4 separate regions of the Sus scrofa genome follow, and all the other regions are linked to region 1. A link is a contact called in public Hi-C, HiChIP or PLAC-seq and promoter capture Hi-C data. All regions are on one chromosome and are shown on one strand. Each heading gives the region's core, a stretch centred on a gene start, on an enhancer-like site or on the middle of the called end of the contact. The rest is flanking DNA. Distances are from core to core; before and after follow the strand shown.

Region 1 (3,410 bases), core at 506-3,005:
GGCCAGGGCACCACTGGCTGAGGCAGAGATATCTGACACACTATTTGCAATCTCTACTACTGGTAAACTTTCTTACCCTTTTCTGGTCACCTTTTTCTCCTTTCCATTTCTTTTCTGTTTTCTAGGTTTAGTAGAGGACTCTTGAGTAAGTGTTAACAACCCCTTTAGCGGCACTCGAGAAAAAAGGTCTTAATTTACAAACCTGAAAAGTGGCTGTAAACCTGTTGTCCAAGATGATGCTGTCAACAAGAAACTTGTAGAAGAGCACTATGCACAGAACTTTCTGTGATGACGGAAATGTTCCATATCTGCATTAATACAGCAACCGCTAGCCTCATATGACTCTGAATGCTTGAAAGGTGTGCAGCACAACTGAGAAACCAAATCTTAAAATTTCATTTCAATTTAAAAGTCACATGGGGCTAGTGGCTACCACATGAGCACAGTTCTAGAGTCTTCAGACAACCTCCTGGCATTAACGACAACATATGTACCTTTATTAATAACATAAATAATACAGCAGCCTTACTGCAAATCTCATAAGCAGGACCATCACTCCCATTCAACCTAATATTTTTAGAAATTTTCTTTTTTTCCCTTCGAGTTAAATAACAGTAAGTGGAACAGTCTAGTCCCTGCCATGGTCTCTGGACCTGCTTGTATAGTTCACAGTACTGAGCAAATCTGAGCAAAGAGCTAATCCAGAGTCACCACCAGGAACACCTCTAGATGTCTCGGTTCTCCTTTCCCATAACTCATACCTCAAAGCAGTAAAGAGTATAAATCTTAACCATTTAAAATCTCAAAAAATAAATAAATAAATAAATAAAACTAAAAGGAACTCCCTGGTGCTTCAGCAAGTTAAGGATCTGGCATTGTCACTGCTGTGGTGTGGGTTCGATCCTTGGCCCAGGAACTTTCACATGCTGTGGCCGCAGTCCAAAAAATTAAATAAATTCTCTAATATAACACTTTCCATCATATCATAAAAGAAGCAGGTAAGCCACAGGCCTTCGTCCTCCCCTCTCCCATGAGGTACTCATTGGCCCAGGCAGATTAAACCTCCAACAGCACTTAAGTGAATGAAGGCTGCAGGATAAGGTAACCCCCACTGTTTGAGATTCTACAAAGTTGCTGAGGAACATCTTGGCAAAGGTGAAAAGGAGAAGTGTTTGCTTCTCCAAGAGTAAGTTGTGCTGAAGTGTGGTAAACATACAATCTATTATTTCCAACCGAAATAGAATGGAAGACACCACCCTACCAGACCCATGGTCCTGTGTTTCTGCCTCTGTCTAGAACTAGACCCCACTCACTCTCGCCACCCAGGCCCCAGGGCAGTTCACCTTGAAACTCTGTGTTGTCAAGGCCCCTGATGGCCTCCACCGCATCCTCTGCCCGCTCCATGTGTACGAAGGCATAATCTTTCACGATGTCACATTCGATGACTGGACCGTACTCCTCAAATTTGGCCCGAAGCTCTTGGTTGGTACAAGTAGGACTGATGTTGCCCACATGCAACTTGGTTGAAGCTTTGCTCTTATTCTTGCTGGCTTCCACGTTGATGTTCACCCCGTGCAGCTTGTAGTGGTGCAGGTTGCGAATGGCATCCTCGGCCGCCGTCTTGTCCTCTATGTGTACAAAGCCGTAGTTCTTAATGATGTCACATTCCAGCACCTTCCCATACTGCTCGAACAGTGAGCGGATCTCCTGCTCTGTGGCCTCCCGGGGCAGGTTCCCAATGAACAGCTTTACCATCCTGACAAGAGCCTGGGAGAAAAGAAACGAAATTTCCAAAAGTTAGCAGTGGAGGAGAAATTTTCGGTACACTGCATTTTGGATTAATCCTCCGAAGTTCTTGGCATCTTCAAGATCCTCACATAGACATTCATTATTCTTCCAAGAGCGGAGGGAAAAGATTTGCTTTGAAAGAGTAGTGTAAGCTCTGTGTAATGTGCAAACAGAGCGGGTGTCAGCATGCATTGCATAGTCCAACATCTCTGTAAAATGAGGCACATTCTAAGCACAGGGTTGGTTTAAAAAACTCTTTTTGGGGGAGCAGGTACGAGAAGACTCCAAGCTGGGAGCAAGAGGCATCTATCTGACTGTCCCTGGTAACAACGGTTTTGGAGGGAAATCTGGGTACCTCTCCTCCGTGCAGCATCACCTTTCACGATACTCTAGGAATAAAAAGGCCTCCTTGGCCCCAAACTAGGACCACCCCTCTTCAAGCGGCCCAACTCCAGTTCCTTCGCCCCAACAAAGACTCGACCTGACCCCTGCCCCGCCCCCTCCGGAGACCCGGCCCCGCCTCCTCCCGTTGTCTTCCCGGACCTCTTGCAGTGTGAGGAGAACGGCAAACCCTAGGCCGTCCCCGTCCGCCAGAGACCCGGCCCGGCCCGCTCCCAGGCCCCCCACACACCCACAAGAACCCCTCGCACCTCCGGGTGGCGGCGGCGGTGGCGGCGGCTCCCGCGTCAGAGAGAACCCTACAAAATGGCGACGGCCGCTCGAGCCTCGGCGGGACCGGGCCCTTTCTCGCGCGCCAGCTCACGCACGCGCGAGTGCGCGCTGCCTCCCTCCCCTCCCCCTCGCGGGAGCCGGGCGACCAATCCCGCGGCCGCATACAAATGGCTGCCCGGGGCTCGGCTCCCAGCCGCCCCGATACAGGGGCGGGGCCAGCTGGTGACGGCGCTGCGGCGCGGAGGTCAGCCCGCCCCCTGCCCCCCGGTAGCCAATCACCACCCTGGAAGGTGGCGGGTCGGAGCTCCTGCGTCAGAAGGGCTCTGGACGCAACCACTGCCTGGGTGAAATCAGAAGCCCGGGAGAGTCACTAAGCATCACAATGGATCGTGCTATTGGGCCATGGGGGTGGGGGAGGAGGGCAGTGGCTGATGACAAAGGGTTATCTCACTGGGTCCGCTAAAAGGCGGTTTTCTCAGAGGCCTGGCCATCCTCTACGGCCGCTTGGGAGAACGTTTGAGAAATACGGGCGCGCCACATTTTAGGCAAACCTAATCTTTCTTTGTAGAGTTTTTAAACATAATTAAAAATTTTTAAATTGCAAACATTATTCATTGGTGAGGAAACGGAGGACTAAAAATGGCAGAGCTGAGTAGCTCTAAGAGGCTAACTTAGTTAAGTTTCGTTTGTCATATGTATTGAAAGGCGAGTTTTCCCTCCCTAGCTAGAGAACTAGGCCCTAATTGTGTGTCATTCGCGTTTCTGGTCCTTGGCGAGCACACCAAAGGAATACCTGGTGTGCAGGCCCAGAGAGGGTGCTTGTTTCAGGGGTAGCCCAGCGTCCCCACGTGCACACCAAGCCGCGGGAGGGCTGGGAAATTGAGTTCCCCGGCACTTCCTCGCTTTCAGAACTCAGCTGTGGTCCAAGGGCACCTCCTGGTGGCAAGAAG
Region 2 (3,196 bases), core at 405-2,904, 280 kb before region 1:
TTTAGAACCAGACCCCAGCCTCCCTTTTGTGCCCCATCTCCTGCACCGTCCTGCTAACCTCCCGGCACCCCACGCTCTGGCCCTTTCTCTGAACAGGTTGGCATACTCCGGCTTCAAGGCTGCCATCTCTATCAGGAATGCCCTCCCCGCCTCTTACCACTCCAACCCCCCAACGCAAATGCCCTGTTGACCCTTCTCCTAAGTTACAAATCAGCTCTTCTATTAAGCAGAAGGAATCGCCCCCTCCCTGGGGGACACGGAACTCTGCTCCAGGCCTGGGATGGCATATGCCATGTTACATTAGTGGTATTTCTTTGGCACCCAACTTGCTCTCAGGATCATGGGCTGATTCGTCTTTGGGTCTCTAGGGCCCAGCACAGAGCTGGGCACTGAAGAGGCATCTGGAAAGTTGGTGCAGTTAATATATATGAACAACTCCAGTCCCAAAGAGAACACAAGCCCATATGCCTGCCTTCTCTCGAGGGAACGCAAGTTTGGTGAGGATAAACCCTCCTCTGTTTCCTCCTGTACCCCCGGTGCTAAGAACTCTGACATTGACTATTTGTTGGATGAATGAATATAATTCATGGTATTTCAAAGAAAACCAAAGGCCTGGATAACCCGCTTTTGGAGTGACTAGCCCGGGAATAATGACAAACAGCAGAGGTAGATGGGTAGCTCCTTGCTTGTTCCCCCCGGAGCTGCTGGCCTTGCCCTTCTAGGATCTGAGCATCCCCGAAAGCTTGGTCTTCCTAGCCCCCTCCATTCAATGAGACTCCCTGTTTCAGGGGACACACAGCCATAATGAGGAATGAAAGGGGACCTGGTGGGAAAAGGCAACTGGGCGGGATGGATGTGGCCGTGGGGCCATCACTCCAACCCTGAGTCTCACCGGGATGGCTGTGATGAAGAAGTTCCATGGAAGGAGGGTGCCCAGCCCCAGGATAAAGAAGCTGATCCCGACCAGGTGGTAGCTGTGAGGATCAGTCAGAAGGTCACCGGGAGGACGTCCAGCTTTGGCCGCCCCTCCCGCCTCCCAGGCCGGCTCCTTCGGAGAGCGAACTACAACCCCCATCACGCGGGCTCAGGCACGCGAGGGAGGCGGCTGATGGGAATTGTAGTTCCAACTGGCTACTTTGCGCTTTGGAGCGCCCAAAGGGAGCTGGGCTGCGTGGCCCTCGACCACCGCATCCCCATACGCACCCCACCCGGTCCCCAACTCGCCTGTCCTGCGGAGCGTCTCTTCTAGCCATGGCCGCCCAGAGGGATGCGCCCGGATGGGAGAAGATGAGGAAGCCGCACCTGCACCTGCGCTGGGGCCCGTGGGCCGAGCGGGGAACCCGGGAGGCTGGGTCTCGCCGGCGATGGTCAGGGGAAGGGGGGGCGGTCTGGTCTCCCCAGATCTGGGGCGGGTCGGGGAAGGCAGGAGTCCAGTCGGGAGTCCCCTGCGGATTTCGGCTGGTCTCACGCTCCGCAGGCTCGGATCTCGGCCCCGCCCCCAGGGCGGGGACAGAGGGTCCCACCGCCCCTCACGGCCTCCAGGCCGGGGACTCCAGATTCCTGCGTCGGACCCCTGCTCGACCTCGAGGTCCCCGGACCCCACCGCCCACCGCGATGTCCCAGAGGCGCTGAGCCGGGAAGGTTCCCCCGCCGCCTCCCTTTTCCGCTGGCGCCTGGCCGGGACCACTGCAGGCGGGGCGGAGGGAGGCAGTGGCAGAGGTGGCCCCCTCCCCCGCGGAGTGCTGTGGAGCGGACCTGGCGCTGTGCTCTCCCGGCTCCGCCAACTCCGGGGTGATGCGCTGGCGGTGCTAGCGCCCCCTAACGTGGGAGACCACCGAGGGACCCGCTCGCCGCTCGCCGCGCGCCGCTGGAGCCCTGGCCGAGGGTGTAACCCAAGCCGGGCCAGCGCCAGGGGAAGCCAGAGAGACCGTCTGTCGCCAGCGATCCTGGCAGGCTGCACCGAGCGGGGTTCACCGGGAGGCAGAAGAGAAGGCCAGCTGGCAGTGCTGGCAGAGACCCGGGCCGGTCCGGAAGACAGACGGACAGACGGACCCCTCTCCAGCGGGTGCCTAGGGAAGCGCTGGGCCTTTGGGGCGAAGAGGGGCTGGCGGAGCCCCTCCGGGATGTCCAAGAGGGCTTCCCGGTGGCGGTGTGGCTGAGCCCTGGAGCAATGAGAGGCTAAGCAAAGGCTCCGGAAGGAAGGGTGACCCAGGTGCGCTCTCTAGCCTCGCCTGGTGCCCTCCCACACCACCGCTTAAAAAAATACTTTCGGTGGTCCCACGTCACATCGTATTAAACATTAAGATGCACACATCTCCTTTTTTTTTTTTTTTTTTTTCCTTTTTAGGGTCGCGCTCGTGGCGTATGGAAGTTTCCAGGCTAGAAATCAAATCCGAGCGACAGCTGCCACAGTCACAGCAACGTTGGATCCGAGCCGCCTCGGCGACCTACACCACAGCTCACGGCAACCCAGGATCGTTAACCCACTGAGCAAAGCCAGGGGTCGAACCTGCATCCTCATGGATACCAGTGGGGTTTGTAACCCGCTGAGCCACAACGGGAACTCCCCTCCTCCCACTTTTTTTTCCGTGAAAAACTTTGAAAAGATGACCTACCATTGCACTTTTGAAATTAATTTACATTAATTGACATAATTTACGAGTGAGTTTGTTTTCTCTGCAATCGCCCTGAGTATGAAGGATGCTGGAGAAGGGAAAGACCTTAAATCACAAATCTTCCTTTAAGTAATGACATTTTATGGCCATTTCCAGGTTACTTGTGTTGTTTTCCCCCAGCCGACTGAGTCTGTGAAGCCAAGGCTGGTTACCTGGCTTAGTGTTTATTGCCAATATCTAGTGCTGCTGGTACATAGACAGGTGCTTGATTATTGTTTGGTTAATAAATGGATTGCAATCATATACAATTGATTTTAGGGAGACCAGCAAAAGCCTTAAATTACAGTGAAGGAGAAAGTTATTCTGTCTTCCACTGGCTTTCAAGACTTTGGAATATAATGAGGGGGAAAGTCTCAGTTCCAGTGCTAATATGTTTCTAACACCTGCTTATCAATCTCTCTCACTCTCTGGTCTGCACCCTCGGCATGCATAGGTTTATGGGCCAGGGATTGAACCCACGCCACAGCAGTGACAATGTGGGATCCTTAACCTGCTAGGCCACCAGAGAATTTCTCTCTCTC
Region 3 (3,118 bases), core at 137-2,636, 300 kb before region 1:
AGAATGTGTGGAGTGAGAAGGAGTTCATGATGGAACTTCTAGGGTCATCAAAGGGGCAGATGACAAGATGCCAGGAAAGGAGAAGGAAATTAGCAAGAGACAGAGGAGGAAAAAGTCAGAGTATAGGGGGAGAGAGAGAATTTCAGAATGAAGGAGATGAGACAGTGCCAAATGCTGCCAAAAGATCGCCCAAGAGGAAGACTAAACAGTCTCAATAGATCATTTCTGACTAAAGGGGTTTCTACTTCACCGGATGTTTTCCTCTGGGTACTTTGTAGTCCTTCAGATCCGCGTAGATGCCCCTCCTTATTTATTTCCACGTCTGTTGCCCATCCTCATGCCTGTCTGTGAGCCTCCCCAGGGCAGGGCTGCACACGCGCTTTACCCACCCCGCGCAGTACTGACTCACTAGACCACTGGAGGATTTGCGAATGCAAATTAAACAAAACACATTTTTGCAGGGCAGGAAATGGCTTTCTTAGTAGCCCCTGGTCCCTACAGTGGTAGCAAACCCAAAGTGTTTTGTCACCTTTCCTTGACATCAGTTTGAGTAAACTGACTGGCCTAGAGGGCCGTTTCAAAGCATTCCTCAAGGATTTCACAAATGATCTGAACCTGAGCTGAAAACCTCGGTTCTCCAAATCAGCCTCCTCTTTCCCTTTTTCAAGCCTCAGTTCCTGGAGTTCCCAAACTTTGCAATTTCTCTTCACTGTTAAATATATTTTAACAACTCGGGGTAAGTCCCACCTTTCTGGACCAGAGAGGGCGGGGCTTGGGGGGAGGTCTCTCTCCACCAGTCTCTGGGTCTACTGAGAGAGCCAAATTAAATCACATCCTCCCCACTTTAGCCCGGGTACAAAATGAGGATAACCATCACTACTCTGGGTGTTGTAAAGATGGCAAGAGGTAAGGGATCGAAAAGCAAACTATAAGGTGCTGTGCACATGCAATTTATCTTTTCAGAAAGCGAGCATGTCAAGGGCACGCCTCGTAGGAAGGAAGATTCTTCCCCACCCTCGAAGAAGCCGACCCAGTCCCTCCACGGCGCACCCAGAGCCTCGCGCCCCGCTCCATCTCCGTACGCGGCGGAGCGGGCGGGAGAGTCACTGGCTCCTCGGTCCCGCGGCCCCAGCTCGCGTCCGGGCGGTTAAGTCTCGCTACCGCCCTGGATATTGGGCAGGCTCCGACTGCCTGTCCGAAAGGGCAAACCAGGCGCCAGGGTTGGCGTTACGCACCCGTAGGTAGTGGCGCTTCCAGCCTCACGTCTTAGATTCCCCAAGAGGTGCCGGAGGTTATCGGTACTGGCTGCCGCTGTGGGGGTCCCGGAAGCGCCGCACCGGTCCCTCTTCTCCGGGGGCGGGGCCTACCCGCGCTTTCCGCATGCGTCATCAGGAGGCGCCCATCGGAGTGCTCACAATTGGATAGCTGGGGCGAGGCATGCTGGGATACCGCGGGACGGTTTCCATGGCAACGGACCGACATTCACACAGGCTTTCAGCATGCAGGAAAGGCCCTTGTGCCTTCCTAGCTTTGCAGCCCTCGCGTCTGGGTCCACAGTCACCTCCCGGCGGCGCGAAAGGGGAGAACCTGCGACCCGCGGCCCCCACCCCCGCCCGGTTCCGGAGAGTAATGGAGCCAGCTGTAGGTGTGAACACTCATTTATTTACACATTGTAGTCGGTAGGCAAATCACCCAGCCCAGGCTATTCAAGGGTACAGATCTCAGACGCACAGAACCTGCAGATCCTTCCCTTCTCTAGAGCCCCCGGGACGGAGGCCTAAGACACCAGGAAGTTTCGGCTTCTGCCCAAAAGCTAAGAACTAAATTCAACGCCTTCATCTGATTTCTTTCCAAAAAGCCCATTTTGTTAACTACTCAGACTTCTCAGCTCTGCCCCCATTCATACTTTTTGCTCTCCTACTGCTCACCCACCCAAGATTGTTAATAATAATAACAATAATAATAACAACAATAATAATACTGTAATAATATTAATAATACTTCACATTTGTACGAAGCTTACAGAATGTTTTCACATATAGCATCTCATCTGAGCCTCCCAGCAGTTCTGTGAGGTAGGTATTCTCACCTCCCTTTTACAGACGGGGTAACTGAGGCTCAGAGAGAGAACGGGATTTGCTCAAGGCCACACAGCTAGTTAGTGGTTAAGCTAGGACTTGATCCCAGCACCCCATATTCAAGTCCAGTGTTCAAACACCACAGCTACCACTGTAAAGTGGAGTGACGTTTCTTACCCCAGTCAGGCCTGAGGGGCGGCCTAAGGAGGGAGGAGGCTGAGACTTCTCAGACTAGGGGAAGGAAGGGCTCAGCAGTGACGTGGGGAGTCGGGGTACTTGGCCTTCAACTCCTGCTTGAACTGACGGTAAAGGATCTTATTGTGCTGATTTTCGGCCTCCTTTTGGGGGTGGAATTTCAAAGCTTCTTTGAAGCCTTTATGAACCAGGAAACCTTCGTTCAGCACCTCAAAATCGAATCCTGCCACGTGCAACTCACAAGCCTGTGGAGGGAGAAATAGGTCAGCAAAGTTTGATGAGGTTCCCAGGCCAGAGACGGACATCACTGCTCACTCCAGCATGCCCATTCCTCTGGAGGCATCCTGGATCTTTCAGCCATCCAGCCACCTCCTAAACTATGATCCCTCCTGCCTCACTGGCTCCTTTCCATCCAGGGCCACCCACAGCTCCCTGATTTCACCATCCCTCCTGCCCCATTTCCCTTGCCCTCTCCCTTATGAGCACCTGGCTGATGCGATTGAAGCCATACTGCCGAAAGCGCTCGTCGAAAGTGGGCACCTTGCCTCCGGCCACGTAGAATGGCTCCCAGGGGTCCTGCCAGGGCACCACATAGGAAGGCCTCAGCAAGGTCTCTTCTGGCAGGTTGACCCAGCGGGAGTAGTTGGTGGGCGCTTGGCAGGGCGTGCACAGCCCATAATAGAAAGGCCGCACCTCGCCCACCTGGTAGAGCTGCAGCAGCTCGTTTTTGTTAGTGGGCATGCGGCGAGCTCGACGGATCTCAAAGGCGGGCACCACCAGCGCTGTGCCCGCCCACTGCTTGCTCTGATCCAGCATTTCCCGCAGGCCTCTCCACAGCCCCTCGC
Region 4 (3,412 bases), core at 281-2,780, 280 kb after region 1:
TGACAAAGACAGGGAAGCAGCGGGAGGGAAGGAGCACATATTTCCTCTGGGTCCTCCGTGGGTTTATGGACTGGGGAAATTGCTGTAAGATTACGTGCTTGGCAGGAGTGTATTCGGCAGCTGTATGTGTGATGCAAGAGCCAGTGATTCACACCCAACACATCTCAGAAGTCTGTGAGTCATCGGTAAGCACTTCCCAGCTCAGACTGCGATGAAGGTGAGGGTTTGGCTGACCTGTGCTGGGGTGAGGCTGCTGAAGGTTGTGTGATGGTTTTGTTGCTTTTCAACCAGGCTCAGGCAGGAGAGGTGGGGCCAGGGTTGGAATAACGATCCCGGTCCCTCTGGATGGGCTGACCCAGAGGCTCGGGGGCTTTTTCCTCCATTCTCCTCTTCAGGCTGGCCCTGCCTGTGACTCCTCTGGTGGGGAGCTGAGCCTGGCGGATATTAGGAGCCCTTTCATCCAGGGAAGGCCTAGAAACTCTGAGAGGGGGAAAAAGCCAGGCCAGGCACAGGGGAGGCCAGGGTGAACTTAGAGTTGCAGCCAGCACTTCCCTGACACCAGACAGGGCGTCCCGTGCAGCTCCCTAGACACAGAGGAAGCAGGACCCCGGGTTTCCAGTCCTGCCCCTGCCACCAACACCAGGCCAAGAGGGCATGTTGCTTAAAGCAAGACCCACCAGGGTGGGAGTCCCGGCTCTGCTGCTTACTGGGCATGCTTAGTCTCTCTGAGCCTCAGTTTCCTAATCTACAAAACGGGAACCTATGCAACAAGGATAACAATGCCCACGTCATAACAATGCCCAAGCCTCCTGACTTCCAACCTGGAAATATCCTGTTGCTTTCTTTTTAAAAAATTTCCAATTGTAGTAAAATATACATAAACAGGGAGTTCTCTTGTGGCACAGCGGGTTCAGGATCCCTCATTGTCTCTGTAGCAGCTTGGCACAAGTTGGATCCCTGGCCTGGAAACATCCATATGCTGAGGTTGCAGCCAAATACACACACACACACACACACACACACACACACACACATAAATTTTACCATCTTGGCCATTTTTACACATACGATTCAGTAATGTCACACCCACCGCCCTGTTGTACAACAATCTCCAGAAGTTTCTCACCTTGCACAACTGGAGTTCTACAGCCATTAAACACCTTGCCATTCCCCTAGGCCCTGGCAACCACCGTGCTTCTCTCTGTCATGAATCTGACCATTCTAGATTGATTTAAGATTCTGTTTCTTAAAAGCCCCTCTCTGTTTTGCTGTCGAGCCATCCGTTCTCAATGTCAACCAAGTGAGTTTGGCCAGCCAGGGCCACAGGAGTTCAGGGAAGGCCAGTCTTCAGGGTGGAGTGGTCAGGGAAGCCTGCCTGGAGGAGGAGGAGGAGGCGGAAGCCTGCACCCCCTTCCCTGGGAGGTGGAGAGGCAGTGGTCTGGGTGACTCAGGAATGCTTGACCCCGGTGGCCTGCCCTTTGGTTTATGGTGGCCACCTCAGCAGCACCGACCTTTGTCCCCAAGTGAGCTCCTGTCAGTTGGGTGGAGGCACCAGGCCATCTCAGAAGGCCCACAGCTTGCCAAAGGGGCTGGAGCTGTCTCACGGGGCTGCAGCCTGCAGAACCATGGGGACAGGGCTACGCAGCCAGTCCTTGCGAGGACCACGGCCCTCCTACGGCAAGCTCCAGGAGCCCTGGGGGACGCTCCCGGGAGGCCGACCACGGCGGGCGCTGAGCCTCAGGCAGGGCCGTGAGAGGTCCAGGTCCCCAGATGGAGGCCCGGAAAGGCTGGACACCCCCGGTCAGGAGCGGCTGCCAGGGGGTCTGGGGGACACGGAGCAGCTGATTGAAGCTCAGCAAGAAGGCAGCCAGCGGTGGCTGAAGCAGTATCAGCAGGTTTGGCTGAGGGTCTGTGGGTGGAGGGGGGCTGTGGGGCGGGGGGGGAATGAGGAGGGGAGGCCCCAAGAAGAGGGGCCCAGCCACGCAGCAAAGGCTCAGAGGTGGAACACATGGGGCCATAGACCACGAAGATAACAGAACTGTCTGGGGAAGGGGCTGGGGAGAGAGAGAGACCCAAGAACGGAATTTCATAGGGCCCTGAAGGCATTAGGGGTTTATCCCATAGGCACTGGGGAGCCACGGAAGGTTTCAGAACAGGCGAGTGATGTGGTGAGAGCTGCTCCTGAGATGACCCATCTGTCAGTGGGCTGCGTGGGTGGATTTTGCCAGAGGCGCGAGATCAGCCAGTACAATTCCCCCAGGGTTACATCTGGTGCTCCCCTCTCCTCCCAGAAAAGGGGGGATCGGGATTCCCCCCCCCCCCCCCCGTAGGAGCTGCCAGCTCCTGGCTCCTTCCTCCAGGACAAAGGGTGGCTGGCGAGCGGGGCTTCGTCTCTGGGGTCTACCACCACCTCCTGGCTGTAGGAGGAACAACACCGGCAGCCCATCACTCAGTTGAGGGACCCGGCCTTGATCTCTCTCTCCCCTCCTTGTCTTCCAGAAGATAAAGAGGAGGTGGGCGAGCTTTGTCACCAGCTTTCCCAGCGTGACCCTGAGCCGGGCAGCCTCCCCACCGCCCATGCTGGGCACCACTGGCTAAGGATGCTAGAAGCGGTGGGGGCCCTGGTTTGCTGCGCCCGGACGAGAGGGCCGTGCCTGCTGACCTACCTCTTGGCGCCCTCTGGACGGTGGATGGGGCGCCCTCCTCCACGTGGATGACGCCGGCCTTCCTTAGTCAAGGCCTCTGCCACCAGAACAGAGTTCAGTGAAGCCAGACCCGTGGCTGAGAGGCTCTGGCACCTTACCTGGTTCCTGGGCCAGCCCCGCTCCCTTCTCGCCAGTTGTACTGGTGGGCGGGGCGGGGGGCCTCCCTCCTGGACCGTGAGCCCATCCCAGGGGCAAGGACCACCTCCAGGCAGTCCTCACGCCGCGCTCTGTGGCTGAAAGCCCCGACTGTATTGTCGCTTGGATCGTCAGAGTTCCCCGGTGAAGGAAGCGGAAACTGAGGCTGGGGCGGGGGCGGGGGGGGGTCACTGTCTTCGGAGTCTCTGGCCCCACCCACACCCCTACCCAACACTGTGTTGAACTCAGTCATAAAGTTTGCTGAGCCGAAGTTAATGACTTTCCTACTGACCAACCCACCCCCAGCCCTCTGCCCACCCCTGTGGGGGCAGGTGGGGCCCGGCGCTTCCCGGAGAATAGGAAGAAGCACGGGGGGGGGGGGGTCCCCTCTGGTCCCCAGGAGGCTGGACCTCTCCTGCCACTTCTCTTGAGCTTATATTTTCTGTGCTGACCTCAAAGTCAGCTTCGGAGGGCCTGGCTGTCCCCTCCTTGCCTTTGTGCTCACCCGGGTGAGGCAAGGCTCACCTGGAGGGTCAGAGAGGGTGAGGGGCCCACCCAGAACCGCCCAGAGG

What was found. Promoter capture Hi-C pulls out the DNA fragments that hold promoters and counts their contacts. A called contact is a pair of places that touch in the nucleus more often than the background predicts. HiChIP or PLAC-seq counts read pairs in DNA pulled down with a chosen protein or histone mark.
Region 2: a Hi-C map of epiblast stem cells shows a contact between it and region 1, with 2.2 times the contacts expected there. The contact joins the promoter of SLC29A2 here to the promoter of RBM4B in region 1. A contact is called at or near these places in 2 of 5 promoter capture datasets (fetal liver and fetal skeletal muscle), 3 of 47 Hi-C or Micro-C datasets (embryonic fibroblasts, epiblast stem cells and undifferentiated spermatogonia) and 1 of 2 datasets of contacts at active chromatin or transcription factors (skeletal muscle).
Region 3: an H3K27ac HiChIP or PLAC-seq map of alveolar macrophages shows a contact between it and region 1. The contact joins the promoter of BRMS1 here to the promoter of RBM4B in region 1. A contact is called at or near these places in 2 of 5 promoter capture datasets (fetal skeletal muscle and liver) and 1 of 2 datasets of contacts at active chromatin or transcription factors (alveolar macrophages).
Region 4: a promoter capture Hi-C map of fetal skeletal muscle shows a contact between it and region 1, with 3 times the contacts expected there. The contact joins the promoter of C2H11orf86 here to the promoter of RBM4B in region 1. A contact is called at or near these places in 2 of 5 promoter capture datasets (fetal skeletal muscle and liver) and 3 of 47 Hi-C or Micro-C datasets (embryonic fibroblasts, retroperitoneal adipose tissue and subcutaneous adipose tissue).

The regions. Positions count from the first base shown.
Region 1 is chr2:5,744,619-5,748,028 of Sscrofa11.1, reverse strand. RBM4B (RNA binding motif protein 4B) reads right to left here and starts at 1,755. Exons shown (of 2, transcript NM_001123188.1): 1 at 1,344-1,755. The coding sequence starts at 1,755.
Region 2 is chr2:6,025,745-6,028,940 of Sscrofa11.1, reverse strand. It overlaps SLC29A2 (equilibrative nucleoside transporter 2), which reads right to left and starts at 1,654. Exons shown (of 12, transcript XM_003122487.4): 1 at 1,225-1,654; 2 at 893-974. The coding sequence starts at 1,253.
Region 3 is chr2:6,044,345-6,047,462 of Sscrofa11.1, reverse strand. It overlaps BRMS1 (breast cancer metastasis-suppressor 1), which reads right to left and starts at 1,386. Exons shown (of 10, transcript XM_003480672.4): 1 at 1,236-1,386. B4GAT1 (beta-1,4-glucuronyltransferase 1) reads right to left here. Exons shown (of 2, transcript NM_001315579.1): 1 at 2,760-3,118; 2 at 2,243-2,518. The coding sequence ends at 2,327.
Region 4 is chr2:5,467,246-5,470,657 of Sscrofa11.1, reverse strand. It overlaps C2H11orf86, which reads left to right and starts at 1,530. Exons shown (of 2, transcript XM_013987238.2): 1 at 1,530-1,895; 2 at 2,503-3,412. The coding sequence starts at 1,626. The coding sequence ends at 2,598.